Regions from separate parts of the Mus musculus genome. Here region 2 is linked to region 1. The links are chromatin contacts, called in public HiChIP or PLAC-seq maps. All regions are on one chromosome and are shown on one strand. The core of a region is the stretch at or near the end of the contact, and the rest is flanking DNA. Distances in the headings are between cores, read along the strand shown. Region 1 has its middle 49 kb from the start of Gm10445. Region 2 has its middle 8.4 kb from the start of Cyp26b1.

Evidence for each region. HiChIP or PLAC-seq counts read pairs in DNA pulled down with a chosen protein or histone mark.
Region 2: a contact with region 1 is called in a FOXA1 HiChIP or PLAC-seq map of pancreatic cancer cells. The contact joins two enhancer-like sites. A contact is called at or near these places in 16 of 39 promoter capture datasets (3T3-L1-derived adipocytes, the C10 cell line, the HPC-7 cell line and 12 more), 1 of 15 datasets of contacts at CTCF or cohesin (embryonic stem cells), 13 of 484 Hi-C or Micro-C datasets (the 3T3-L1 cell line, the HL-1 cell line, the N1E-115 cell line and 8 more), 8 of 115 datasets of contacts at active chromatin or transcription factors (craniofacial prominence, embryonic basal ganglia, embryonic forebrain and 5 more) and 4 of 9 other capture datasets (adipose tissue, embryonic stem cells, liver and 1 more).

What each region holds. Positions count from the first base shown.
Region 1 is chr6:84,372,868-84,377,375 of GRCm38.p6, forward strand. No RefSeq gene overlaps it. Among named protein-coding and RNA genes, the nearest start is that of Gm10445, 49 kb to the right of the region's middle. Within about 2 kb of position 2,839, at least 7 of the 459 cell types and tissues checked have an H3K27ac peak or open chromatin away from gene starts, as enhancers often do. A contact at or near this core is called in the HL-1 cell line, the N1E-115 cell line and pancreatic cancer cells, where this site is marked.
Region 2 is chr6:84,600,063-84,604,576 of GRCm38.p6, forward strand. No RefSeq gene overlaps it. Among named protein-coding and RNA genes, the nearest start is that of Cyp26b1, 8.4 kb to the left of the region's middle. Within about 2 kb of position 1,274, at least 29 of the 459 cell types and tissues checked have an H3K27ac peak or open chromatin away from gene starts, as enhancers often do. A contact at or near this core is called in the HL-1 cell line, the N1E-115 cell line and pancreatic cancer cells, where this site is marked.

The sequences.
Region 1 (4,508 bases), core at 1,589-4,088:
TTATGTACATCCAAGTCTGGGTTCCATAGTGGCCGCTGACACTCTTAGTTCTGAACCTTCTCTGTCCTTGACTTCCTTGTTGCTGGCTTATGTTTTCAACTGTCTTCCCTTTGTTTAGAGAAGGGACAAGGATGGCCCCTAGCTACCTGACAGAGGCCACTTGCCTGCTATGGACTTTCACTGGGGTCTCCCACAGGATGCTTTCTCTGCCCTAAAATCCTCTGTGCATTGCCTGCCTCCTTTTCCCACCCCTCTACTTCCCCCAAACCGCCAACCTTTTCATAGCTCAATCTCCATAGCTCATTCTTTTACAGAATTCTATGTCGTTAGCGTCACACAGCCTATGCATATCCATTTCAGTTTTGTTGTTCAATCAGCAATGGATGTTTAAGGTCCCTTTTTTTTTCATGGCTTGAAGATTCTTTGTTTTCTCAGTTGTTGTGTATTTTGAGGCAATGCAACTGCAGGCTTCCTACCCACACCAAATTCCCCAAAATAATGCCTCTGAGACTTTTTTATATATGAATAAACACCTAGGTCAAAAGCTTTGGGTCCTTCCCTGCCTGGCTCATAACTTAAATCTTGTTATTCTGTTCTAAGTTCTGCCACGTGGCTGGTTACCTGGCCCTTGGTTACATGCAACCATTTTCCTCTGTCTGTGGGGTTGAATCTCCTCCACCAGCACCTGCCTTTCCACAAGACACCTCTTTGTACCGGAACTTCCACCTCCCTATTTCCTGCCTAAGCTAATAGGCCAACAACATTTTTATTGACAGGGGATTCTTTCATAGAGTACAAGAGATTCTAGAAGACAAGGTCTCCCTGGGCAGCCCAGGTTTACCCAGATGTTTTGAGACTGGTTTGAGATCAGGCTGGCCTCAGACTCCTAGAGCCCATCTTGCCTCTGTCTTTTGAGCGTTGGGCTAAAGCTGTGCTTCCTTCTATGAATCAGCTCCCTGCTCACCGCTATGGTTTGACTGTATTTTCTCCAAAACTCACGCTGAAACATAATTCCCCTGGTGGTGACATTAGAAGACTGGACCTTCCAGGAGGCCCAGTGAACTCCTGCAATCCTAGCAGTCTGGAGGCAGAAACAGGAGGATCATGAGTTCATTATGAGACTGTTTCATACCTCCTGCCAATGATCTGGAGCCTCTGGAGGAAGAATCAAAGGCATAGTGGCTCTCCTCTGTGATAGGGGGTGGAGTGGGCAAACTTCATCCTCCTCCTGCAGAATGACGCTGCCATTCAAAGCCAGAGTCTTGGCTGGCCTCTTCACACATTCTGCTTTGGCTTCTCCAAAGTTCATCCTGCAAAACTGAGCACTCTGGTCAGGTCTGTGGGTGTGCTATTCACACCTGTGGGGGGTGGCTGCTCCCCTGGAGGTCACAGTATATCTTACAAAGGGTGCTTTGTCTGTGAAACCTTCTCTTCTGCACATTCTTCATGTCTACTACAGTTTTGTTCACGGCACTGAGAACTTCGAGGAAGTGTAGATCAGTAGTAAAGATCATGGCATGGTCTTCTTCGGAACTCTGAGTCTGTCCACCTGTCCATCCATCTCATTAATCTCCTCGGATGGTCGGATCTCAACGAGTTTGGACCAAGAATCCTCTGCTTCTAACTCAGCGATCTTGGTCTTGTCATTCCTTTCCCAAATCAGGAACTTGGCTTTAGTGTTCCAGGATGTGTTTCTGTGTGTCTAGGGGCTATCTAATGCAGTATCATCCAGCCTTGAAGAATTAAGGCTAATGCAACAGAAAGCAAGAGCTGCGTGTGCCAGGACACACTGGCCTAGAGAAGAAAACGATATCTGGGAAGTGAGGGGGGAGGGGGATGCTGGACAAGCTTCTAAGTCCATCACTAATAGGGTGTGCTGTCCCAAGAAACAGCTCTTTTTCAGGGGGCAGGAGATGGTTTCCCCTTCTTTTTTCTCCTTCTTTGTCACATGGAAATATTCAGTCTCAGGATCACTCTCCTTATGATACTTATAGATTTTATTATGAGCCAGTAGCTGAGGTTCAGGTTTCCACTGAAAGCATCAAGACTTACCATCCCAGCATTTAAGAAATGGTGGGAAGAGGGTCAGGATTTTGAGGTTATTCCAGGCTACATTAGACTCCTTGTAACAAATAAAATAAGATAATGCAAACAGACAAAAGAGTGATACTTTCATGGGCTTAGGAAGTCCTGAGATGTCAAGCAAGAATACGTGTGTGTGTGTGTGTGTGTGTGTGTGTGTGTGTGTGAGTGTGTGTGTGTGTGTGTGAGTGTGTGTGTGTGTGTGTGTGTGTGAGTGTGTGTGTGTGTGAGTGTGTGTGTGTGTGAGTGTGTGTGTGTGTGTGTGTGAGTGTGTGTGTGTGTGAGTGTGTGTGTGTGTGTGAGTGTGTGTGTGTGTGTGTGAGTGTGTGTGTGTGTGTGAGTGTGTGTGTGTGTGTGTGAGTGTGTGTGTGTGTGTGTGTGTGTGAGAATAGGCATGAGATGCTGAAGAGTTAGTTGAAATAAGAAAGAGGACAGACTAACAGAAGGACATAGAGATACTGAAGAGACAGAGGCTGAGAACAAGAAAATCTGAGAGAGGCAAATGAGAAAGGCAAGGGTGGGAGTAGGTGGACTGTTCTGAACCACTGTGGTGTCTGCAGAGGTTAACTGGGCTGGAGGGAAGTGGGGGATGCTGGGGAAGAGAATCCCCTCTGCTACCGCTAACACACGGAGGTTCCAAAGTCTTCATGGTGTCTGCTTCCCACACATTTTACCACTCAAATGCCCAGCCCATGCAAGTATAGGAGATACAGTGGCGCAGTGACATGGGGACACCACTAGGTGGCCGCTGGCTCCAAGCTCCGAGCTTAGAGGGGAATTCCTGCCCTTGTGACTGGAGCCCACGTCCCGTTTCCTCTGCTCCCTGGAGAAGAGAGGATGGAACTGAAATGGAAGGACCTCAAAGCAGAATACAGCAAGTGTGCAGATATGCTTTGTGGGAGCGGCTATTGCATGTCAGGACCCACTGCTGCAGAGGGCAGAGGCTGGCCCAACAGTTCTCTCTTAAAAGCAGCAAACAGAGTTGGAGCATGCTGTTCCAAAGCCAGCAGCGTCTTTGGTGGTCAGGGTTAGATTCAATCCATGGTCAGCACTAAGGATGTGAGATCAAGGTTTGTTTGAGGTCAGACTGGGGATGGAGTTCAGACGGTGCAATACTTGCTATAGAAACTGGAGGGCCTGGGGCCAAGCTCCACAGCTTATGTTAAACACTGGGTTGTGGGGGTGTGCTTGCAACCTACGTGCTAGGAGGTGAAGGCAGAAGGATCCCCAGAGCTCCCTGCCTAGTCAGCTGAGCCTAACTGGCAAACCACAAACCCCAGTGTCTCAAAGAAAAGCTAATCTTAGCTCTGGAGGAATGACACCCAAAGTTGACTTCTGACCTCCACACACACATACACCCAAACACACACATGGACATGCATACACATACATGCACATAAAGAAATGGATTCATGGAAATTTGGAGCGTACTCTCTAAGGAAAAAAGGATCAAAGCCAGGGGATACCATCCTGGAGAGGGTAAGCTTGTAGTGAGACTTTCCGAAGAAGAAACCTGGGAAAGTGGGCGGGACTTTGAGGGTCTAACCAGAATGGCAGCATGAAACAGCATTTAGTAATCGTGAACAAATGAGAAGACAGCAGTTCCCAAAGGATGGCACCTCTTGGTCATCATTTGGCTTATCCCCACACACAAGGTAACATCCTTCCTGGATAAGAGGGCAGAACGTAATTACCTGAGCTCAGGACTTCCTGGAGGTAGAGGAAGGCATTTATTACATCTGGCCACAGGCACCTCTCCACACCTTCCTGGCCCCGAGTGCCCCAGGCCCTGTGTCTGCACTTGGGTCTGCCAGGACAGGAGCTGGCGCCGGGTGTGGTGGACATAACCTGGAAAGAGGGAGCGGCTGTGGAAGCAACAAGGATCTGGCACGTGCCCATAGCCACACCCAGGCTGCGAGCCAGCTGGGCCATCCCCGGGGGGAAGCCAGAGCCTTAAAACACAGAGCTGTGGGGCTGCTGCAGCCTAAGGATACATTTAGAACACCTTACTAGCAGGGCCATTGATCTACTGGCTGCTGGAGCCGAGGTCCGCATCCTCTGTGAAACTTGACATTTTCTGTGGTACGTGGTGTAGCTCTGCTTTCTCACACGCTGGCCGGAAAAGCACTGCTCTTGACATTTGTGTCCTGTATCTGCCAGCAACCTCAGACTTCTATTAGAGAGTAGCGTCACTTGTCAGTCCAGGGGTCTCTCAAGAGAGCCCACCCTCACCAGCACAGGATTCTCTGGGAAAGCTCTTTTCTGCCAGTACAGGAAAGGGAGCACCCGGGAGGAACTGCTCCTGAGAGGATACCTCCCTCAGGAATTTCTATCAGTGTGGTAATCAGCGAAAGGTTTTCAGCTTAGGTTCTCTAGGGGATGAGGTCCAAAGGGTGGGAACCCCAGAAAATACCCCTGGAAAATGT
Region 2 (4,514 bases), core at 24-2,523, 230 kb after region 1:
TTTGCAGGCTCAGGCAAGGGTTTCCCATTCAGAGACCCACATGGCTGTGTGTTCTGCTCAGTGTGGTGGGCATGGCATGATCCGAGTCTTCACACCAGTCACTGCCTCCTTCCATTCATATCCCTTTACTATCTTTTCCCTTTGAACTTCCTTCTTTCACCTCTTGGTAAATTCTTACCTTTTCCAATCAAGCACTGCTATCCCAGTTTTTCTGAATGTTTCCAGAGTGCTGCTGGCATTCTAGAACATTCTACGCAGACCACCCTGGCATTTTTATCTTCCTCATCCATGCGCCGACCTACTGTGGTGCCTAAGGCATGAATGAACTATTGGGGAGGGGAAGGGGAGGTAAGAGGATAAGGTGTGTTAAGAAGGTGTGTGGGGGGGGGCGGGGGGTAGGGGGGCGGGGAGTGAACTGCTGTGAAGCTCAGCAGTTCATTTTATGTTGTTATCTAGTGAAGGACTCTAAGGATTTCAGGTACATGCATCGCATCCCTCTGAGGCTCTGGTGTCTATGGCCATGACACATGTTCTTCTGCTTCTTGGTCACTTCAAGACCCCTTTGACTTCTATTTAAGTAACTCGATCCTAGTTATTTGTCAACATGTTTTTCCTTCAGACTCTAACCAAGCTTGTATCTCCATTAGCTTGAAAGTACTTACTTAAGAATCCTGGGTCTACAGTTTGCATGCAGGTGTGTGTGTGTGGGGGGGAAGGGGGTGTACATGTGTGTTGATAGTCAGGTTAGAGGACAAACTCAGTCTTTGCTGCCCAGCACTAGTGTTAGAAGCATCTGCTACCCAGAGGATGTCCTAGTCGGCCATCAATGGGAGGAGAGACCCTTGGTCTTGCGAAGATTATATGCCCCAGTACAGGGGAACACCAGGGCCAGGAAGTGGGAGTGGGTGGGTTGGGGAGCAGGGTGGGGGAAGGGTATAGGGGACTTTCGGGATAGCATTTGAAATGTAAATGAAGAAAATATATAATAAAAAAAGCATCTGCTACCATGTCATCTTTCCTTTGTATATGGATCTGGAGATCAAACACAGGTTCCCATGCTTGCTAGGCAAGCCTTTCCCAGCTGAGCATCTCCCCAGGCCTGCACTGATATCTCACTAAGGACCAGAGATGAGGGAAGAGGATGGCAGTTAGTACAACTTTGAGAATACTGTTCCTGGGCTTTGGGATTTTCTATCTAAACAACAGGGACAGCTGACTGGCAGGGTGATCTCAGCAATGTGACCACATTCTGCCCCACCCTCACTTGCTCTCTAGCCTAGACAAGCCTTAAAGCCCTGACTCTCTGGCTTCAACCTCCCATGTAGCTGGGATTACAAGCCTATGCCACCAGGCCAGATCTTCATCAAGGCAAACATGATCTAGGCATGTCCAAAATTAATTCTTCTTCTTTGAAATCAATATTAGTTTACCATTTTCCTGACTTCTGGCTATTTATTTAGTTAATTAGAAACTTCCATGTTTATTCTGGTGGTATGGTGCTCAGCACTGAGCCAGGCCCTTAGGCATGGTAGAAGAGAACTCTACTTCTGACCCATGTCCTAGTCCTCATGCTGCTTCTGGAATGTAACCTTTATCCCAGTCCCCACTGCTATGGATCCGCAGGCACCTTCACACTGTGTAAGAGTTGTTTAGAGACTACATACACTTAATTCTTTTGTCTTCTGTTTGCCTAGGTTACATCATCCTGCTCCAACTGATTCCCCTCCCTCCCATAGCTTGCAGGAATCACAGCTCCTCCTACCTCCTTCAGCCTTCACAAAGGGAAGAAACACATTGCCAAGAAACAAATGGGGAGGGGGGGGCAGCAATCAGCAATAAATGGGGAGAAATTAAAATAAATAAAAAATAAAATTATTTAGCATGAGAATATATATTTGTTACAGAATAAATATTTGTTATAGCCCCATTTTTAAAAAGACCGTCTAAAAAACGAAGAACAAATAACTTTTTAGATTTTTTATTAGATATTTTCTTTATTTACATTTCAAATGTTATCCCCTTTCCTAGTTTCTCCTCCAAAAATCCCCTATCCCCTCCAACCCCTTCCCCTGCTTCCCAACCCACCCACTCCTGCTTCCTGGCCCTGGCATTCCACATGAACTTTTTAGATTTCTTTTCTTTTCTTCTCTTTTCTTCTCTTTTCTTTTCTTTTCTTTTCTTTTCTTTTCTTTTCTTTTCTTTTCTTTTCTCTTCTTTTCTCTTCTCTTCTTTTCTTTTCTTTTTTCTCCTCTTTCTCCTCTTTCTTTCTTTCTTTCTTTCTTTCTTTCTTTCTTTCTTTCTTTCTTTCTTTCTTTCTTTCTTTCCTTCTTTCTTTCGAGACAGGGTTTCTCTGTGCAGCCCTGGCTGTCCTGGAACTCACTCTGTAGACCAGGCTGGCCTTCAACTCAGAAATCCGCCTGCCTCTGCCTCCCAAGTGCTGGCATTAAAGGCGTGCGCCACCACTGCCTGGCTACTTTTTAGATTTCTAAGATAGCAATTTGCAAACACACATGAGCACACACAAAAACCAAAATTCTGTTGTTGAAGACATCAGGGAGCATAGACATTGCTTTGCTTGGTGGGTCACATCTTTTAACCCAGTACTCTGAAGGCAGAAGCAGATGCATCTCTTTGAGTTCAGCCTGGTCTATATATCACATTCCAGGCCAGACAGGGTCACATTCTGAGACCTTGTCTCAAAAGAAGAGGAGGAGGAGGAGGAGGAAGAAGAGGAGGAGGAGAAACAGATAAGCCCTATCTTTTAATATTTATATAAAAATCCTATTTAATGTTACCAAATAACACCCAGAAGTTCACCAAGATAACAGCACCTTGACCAAATGGAACAAAGCTATACGTGAACTAAAAGACCTTCAGCAAAGGAACATCACTATAGTTAGAGATTTTTAACAATGAACATTCCAATGAAAAGATGAAAAAGCTTTGCTGGCATCCAATGGGAATTTTGAGTAAACACTTACAGTGGCCTAGGGATAGAAGAAAACTCCCTTACATTGATAAACTCTAGAAAATCCCACAGCAACGGAGAACAAGAGTTCTTTGACTGCAGCCCAGGAAGAGCAGTCTTGACGATTCTATTATTGCACTATGCTCCAGTGGATCTGTCAAGTAAAGTGGGGAAAACATTCAGAAATAGAAAAATAATCTTTAGCTATTGACCACAGCTCTGAGCAGCTCTCTTTCTCTTCCCATGCTGAGTGGCTTTCCTTTATCTTCCTGGTACAATTTTCTTTTTTCTAATTTATTTTTATTTTATTTTTTAAAATTCTTTCCTTTTTTAAAAAAAGATTTATTTATTTATTATAAATAAATACAATGTTGCTGTCTTCAGACACCAGAAGAGGGTGTCAGATCTCAATACGGGTGGTTGTGAGCCACCATGTGGTTGCTGGGATTTGAACTCAGGACCTTTAGAAGAGCAGTCAGTGCCCCTACCTGCTGAGCCATCTCGCCAGCCCCCTGGTACAATTTTCATCATGTATCTATGTCTCTCTATATGTATATACCTGTAATAGTTGTAAGTACATTATTTTTCCCTAGGTTTCAGATTTATCTCTACCAACTGTGTAAAACCCCTTCATATTATTTATCTTAGTTTACAGGCATTTCCTCAAGTCTGTGGCTGTTTCCAAGTTCTGATTCCCAATTTTGTCTAGTAATCTGAAATGTCCCTGAACTTTTATCAAATAATTTTCCTCTGTAAAGTGATTTGTCTAATTTGTCCCTCTACCAATACTCAGCTCTTTGATGGAGAAAGGAATTGGTAATTGTCATTTTCTAATAGACCACAAGGACCAGTGGGAGACCCTTAAAGAAATCTATAAATCAAAAACAAGCAGTGGAAGGGAATGAGTAAAACAGTTAAGACCTGAAAGTAGAATCAATAAAGAAAAACCAAACTGAGTGAAATCTAAAAGTGAAAAATTTAGGACCAGAAAAGGAACCTTAGAGGCAAGCCTAGGTAACAGACTACAAGAGGGAATCTCAGTCACTGAAGACATGATAGAAGAATGGATACTTTAGTTAAAAAAAAAAAAGTTAAATCTAAGAAAGGTCAGGGGAAAAGACATAAACACACATGGACACACAGCACAAAAACAAAATAACAGGAATCAACATGTACTGCTCACTAATATCTGTCAACATCAATGGTCTCAATTCCCCAATAAAAAAGACAGAGGCTAACAGAATGGATGCAGAAACAGGATCAATCCTCTACTGTACCCAAGATATACACCTTAACATCAAGAATAGATATCACCCGAGAGTAAAAGATTGAAAAAAGAGATTCCAAGCAAATGGACCTTAGGAACAAAACCTGTCTAAAAGAACTTCAGGGACAAAATTGGAGAAGAGACTGAGGGAAAAGACGTCCAGTGACAGGACCAACTTGGGATCCATCTCAAGGGGAGGCTCCAAGACCTGACACTATTACTGATGCTATAGTATGCTTATAGACAGGAGCCTAGCATAGCCGTGCTCTGAGAGACCCA